Regions from separate parts of the Zea mays genome. Here region 2 is linked to region 1. Evidence: chromatin contacts called from public Hi-C data. All regions are on one chromosome and are shown on one strand. Each heading gives the region's core, a stretch centred on a gene start, on an enhancer-like site or on the middle of the called end of the contact. The rest is flanking DNA. Distances are from core to core; before and after follow the strand shown. Region 1 holds the start of LOC100216593 (Eukaryotic translation initiation factor 3 subunit B). Region 2 holds the start of LOC103637688 (disease resistance protein RPM1).

Region 1 (2,700 bases), core at 38-2,537:
CTGGGTTTACAGGCATCCATAGACCATTTTCTTTTATCGCTCCAATTTGGCTGTAGATCTTGCGTATGACATTCTCAAGCTTCTCAAACTTTTCTGGAGGAACAACTGGCAGATTGTCCACGACAATAATGTTGGACAAACCCATTTCAAGTTCTGGAAGATCCTCACCACGAAGTACCTCCTCGTCATCACTGCAAATTGTAGGGATATTATAAGCAAATAGCAAGTAGCAACAAGCAACGCTGAAAACAAATCAAGGATACTGTAACCCAGAAAATCATATAAAAGTCATCTGTACTAAATGCATATCTCAGAGCACTAAAGATTTACATTCTCATCGTGCTGGCAAGCAAAGGTATTGTCTATGCAAAACTGGTATTACTGCACCTGATTAACCTTTGTGTGGGCATGTATGGTTTCCTTCCTAAGACGCCACAACATATCTAAGCTTAGTCACTCGAATCGAAGAACTAAGTAACTAACCTTAGGCGGAAAAGTTAGGCAAGTTGTGGCGTCTTAAGCATGAAACCAAACAGGCCTCTAGCCTACTATTTCGTGAACTATGCTTACTGCACAAAATGAGCAGTCATAACAATATACTAGCAGCATATTAAACGAGACAGTCAACAATTCGGCACAAACCAGCATAAATGCTTGCAGCTGCAAACAGCAAATCAAGACTACATAGTTTTATATGATATCAGATTCTTTTGGTATTTGCCAGAGTAATATGTAAAAATAGGCGTCAGATTGACGCCCACCACAAACACAAAAAATCTAAAAACGTCTTTGGCAACCACAACACACTAGTACCAGTCCAACCACAACGGAGTACTGTCAGTCCCGAAAAAACAATCGCTCAAATTTGCTCTGCACATCAGCTGATGCCAGGACCTAGAACAGAACACACTAATATTGCACCAAACCTACAAAATCCCACCGTAGACGATCGCATCTGCGAAAAGCAGAATTAGGGCAACCAAGGCCACCACATATTAAGCGCGCTAAGCTGGCGCCTGTCACTGATTGGGACCTGACGTGAGGCGGCGCGTGCGTCTACCTGACGATGCCGAAGTCCTCGCCGGCCGGGAGGGTGATGGAGTCCAGATCGACAGCGGAGAGGTCCACCCCGAGATCCCGCGCCCGCGCCTCGATGCCCTCCATGGATACTGAGAGCGCCATCTTCTCTTACATACGACGCCTGAAACCCTCAGAGAACGAGGGATTCCTGCGCGCTGTGGTGGTGGAGGCGGTGGCGGCGGGGCGTGTACAGGAGTGCGGCGGCGCGTGTAGAATGGATGGAGGGTTTTGGTTTTGAGTCGCGAGTCGAGACTCTTCTTCTTATGACTACACGACTACACAGATGACAGGTGGGCCATGGAGAGGATCCCGATCTGCCTCTTAAGCGCTAGTTTGGGAACCACATTTTTCCAAAAGATTTAGGAATATGGATGAAAACATGACGGGAAATTTCCGTACCGTCCCGTTTCGAATACTATTTTTTCCCGATCGTTTTCGAATTGTTCAGGAACCGATTAGAAACGGTACGAAAACAATTTAGCTAGTTTTTCGATCGTTTTCGTATTTTTCGTTTCCGAGTCATGCTAATACCGTTTTATATAATATGAGATAGATCTAGCATATAATTTATTTAAGTTATAAACTTTTGTTGTGTTCAAGTGAATGAATAAGCAAAAAGCAAATGTTATAATTACTCTAACTAATATGAATGATGAAAAAGAGTTGTTTGTGTATTTCTAAATCTTAAAAATTAGGCAATACATCACTTTATTATATTTTTGATAAAACTATAAAATAGTTATCTTTCCGACTATAGTTTATCGTTTTCGAATAACCGACAATTCCGATCCCGTATTTCTACGGTTGATTTTCATTTTCGTCCCGACCAAAAAAATATGAAAACAAAAACAATTTAGCTGTTTTTTCGATCGTTTTCGACCGTTTTCATCCCTATTTAGGAAAATATGATTCCTAAACTAGCCTTAAGAAAGTTTTGTGAGCATGTTTTGCATTTGACAGATGGTAAACAAATTTTGACCCATAAAATCTAACCAGCTTTATGAACAGAGGATAGTCGTAGCAATATATGGACACCTTACTGTATATTTTAAGGTATGTAAACATTTATTTTTAGTGACGCTAACAAAAATATATAATGTTAATTGGTGTTTTTATAACAATGTATTTTATTATATTAGATAAGAAGAGAAATAAGAGATCGTGTCTCTTTATTTTTTATACTTATGAACCAATTTGATATGTCAATTGAAAGGTCCAAATTTCTATAACAAAGATGTGGTCACACTAAATATACACCTCGTAATACCATGCATTCAATCTCGTATTAAGTAAACACTAAAAACAAAAACAAACTGGATTTTCTCTTCCTAGAAAGTAACAAAACTACTCTCATTATGCTAAACATAACAAGTGTAAGATTGAAAGAAAAACAATTACACAGTTGCTTAAATGGTTATACTAATCACAGCACAAATAAATCAGAGTTGGGGAGAGCGTGAAGTGACACTTTTCCTACATTAGGCTTGGACTATGTCCTATCCAATGCTTTTAGCCTTTGAACATCACCAAGGACCCATGAATCATTGCGCTCTAATTGCACTATTGCAGTCTCCAAATCCTTATGTGGGTGTTCCATCACTGCCCGATAGTCCATTTCCC
Region 2 (2,700 bases), core at 48-2,547, 650 kb after region 1:
CCGATCTTCGGCATCTTCATTCCCGCTTTCTACATCAAAGCTTTCACTATCACTGGAACCTTCAGATATTCCAGCTAACATCTCATGTGCAATCTTCTCTGCGTTGGTTTTTTCCATAGCTTCATAAAACTTGGACAGCGTCGGGTCAACAATCTTCTTCTCGTCAGCCATTAAGACGATGGTCGTTGGAATGTCGAAGCTTGAAATTCAATTAAACTCGACAAAGCAAGAAAGTTTAAAACGACAAGCACAATGCAAGCAACTGAAATGGCATAAGAAATGCTTTCAATACAAGCTCCTATTTATATGTCCAGCGCCCCACGGTTTGGTGGGTCCTGCATGTCAGTGTCATTTGCTATTCTAGCGAAGGGAAGGTGTTTTTTTAGACCTTCGGCTAAAGGCCTTCGTTCACGTCGCAGTCTAAATTTGTCACAAAGAAACAAATTAATATAGCGAGGGGCTACTGTTGGGGGCCTTCTTCCTCCGAAGGTCCTCAAAAACACGACTAATCATATGTTTCTAGTGTGACATGGGTTATTTCATAGTGGAGCTTCGGCTTCGGATGAAGGTTTTCTCTTATGACAAGATGGAAATACAATCCGAAGGTGATGAAATTGGACGACGAAACTATAGCCAAAAAGCTTCGACTTGAAGTGATGACGAAGACCAAGTACGATGATGGACGAGAAGGGACAAAGACTACTTAATCCCTAATATTTCATATTATGTTCATAGATGAGTGTTAAGGGTATAAATGTATTTTCACTCGGGTTGCGTCTCGTGCCTATAAATAGATGAACAGTAGCACCGTACTGTTCACGCTGGATTGTATTCACTTTCTCGCATCCTCACCTCCGAGCAAGACGAAGGTATTATTGTAATATTAACATTGTTGATATTTATTTATGTTTTATAAAATGCAAGAATAAATGAATTAAGATATGGTTATCACACTTATTCCTTCGTATTCTTATCCTTGTATTAGTATGATGAAGGTACGTCCTTCTCCACCTTCGTCTGAAAGACATTATAGTTGTAAGGAGATAATGCCTCGAAGTACAAAGGTTTTTTATGATTAATAATTGTGTTTCCTTGTTCTTAACTCACAGTATTTGAGAACAAGTGACCACCAAGGACGGTGATGGCTGTGATGGTGGCCGGACTGGGTGCTGACGGCTGGGAGTTGGGAGAAGTGAGGGAGAAAAATCTAACCCTGATACTATGTAAGGTTGTGTAGACTGTTTGTATAGAGTGGTTACATATAAATAGACTTGGAATCTTAACCTAATGGACCGAGGGCAGTGGTGTCAACCCACACATAGGACTAGTTTGGGAAAAAACGGAGGTGGTTGAAGGGTTAAAATCTCCTTATTTAAAAATAAAGAAGAGAATTTTAGTGCTGCATTGCCCTTACACGGTGTCTAACATCTGCTTGTGGACTTTGACTCGTACTTCAGCGACCCGAGCCCCCGACAATCCCTCGCCGAATTCCAGAATCCAGAGCAAGGGTATCACCTCGACCTCAGTTACTGATCGGAGCCGCTCCTGGCGCTTGGTTTCTATTGGATGCGGTGAGTTCCTTTGTAACCCCTCTCAGATCCCCTCCAAGCTTAAAGACCATATAGAAACACAATCCGTATTCAGCTGTTAGCTTAAAGCTTATTGAATGGTTGGACTGGCTCCAAGATCCAACGTCATCTTCTAGGATTTATAGCATTGTGCTAATTTTTGGGAAATTGAAGGGTCAGTTTAAACTAAAAAAACTCGGATTTACAATAGCATAGCTAAACCAACTCTTCTTTTTTCTTGGTGAGTTGGTGGACTGTCGCTTATGAAGTTCTCCCTTTTTCCAATCATGCTGAATAAGAGAGGAAACTCGGAACTTGCTAACTTACTGTTTCTTGTGTTCATTAAGTTGTATGTAGCCTTGTAGCTAGGTGTACAATTTACCAAGCTCATGAAATATTCGATGACCATTCCCTCCAAGTCCAACCACAAAAAGTGATGTTTATGGTTGTCTAATGTCAACCACTCCAAACTTTAACTATTATTTACTTTTTTATATATTGAGCTTCAATGTTTGAAAGAGCAGAATTCTCTTTAAAAATAGTTTCATAAAAATTCACATTTTCTATATTTATAGTTATATTAGAAGAAAAGGTAGAGGCCAAACTTTGGAACTTGATTTCATACAACTTCAGAACGAGGGAATGTCATCTAGGATCCCACCCTATTCATCAAATTTGTGATTACTGCATTCGGGCATGATAAGTTCTAAACTTTCCTTGGATCCATAAATTAGTATATGTGCAGTCGTGTACTAGCTAATTTGTAACACATTATGCTTCGTTTTCATGTACACCTTCACCATTCTAGTTTTCAATAGGTAAAGTTGTGGATCCTAAAATTTACAGCTAGGCATAGCCTTATATGTGCACTACAGAAGTAATGTCTATTTTTATTTTTTTGCATAATTATAGAATAAGTTGTCATGTGCTTGTCAAAACAGGGTGTGATGCAGTTAGGGGCACCAAAGAAATTGAACCATCAGTTCGATAAGAGTACATAAAAGGTAGAGACAATATTTTACTTTTGTCCTACATATACAATTATATATATGTATTCTATAAGGGTCCACCTAATGCTAATTAAAAGGAACCTGACATCTGATTATCTTATGAGTAGGGTATGTTCATGTAC

Evidence for each region. Hi-C and Micro-C count contacts between places; a contact is called where the count stands out from the background.
Region 2: a contact with region 1 is called in a Hi-C map of leaf, with 4 times the contacts expected there. The contact joins the promoter of LOC103637688 here to the promoter of LOC100216593 in region 1. A contact is called at or near these places in 5 of 25 Hi-C or Micro-C datasets (ear, endosperm, leaf and 1 more).

The regions. Positions count from the first base shown.
Region 1 is chr1:98,230,976-98,233,675 of Zm-B73-REFERENCE-NAM-5.0, forward strand. LOC100216593 (Eukaryotic translation initiation factor 3 subunit B) reads right to left here and starts at 1,288. Exons shown (of 11, transcript NM_001360043.1): 1 at 1,061-1,288; 2 at 1-191. The coding sequence starts at 1,182.
Region 2 is chr1:98,883,416-98,886,115 of Zm-B73-REFERENCE-NAM-5.0, forward strand. LOC103637688 (disease resistance protein RPM1) reads left to right here and starts at 1,298. Exons shown (of 3, transcript XR_004855284.1): 1 at 1,298-1,571.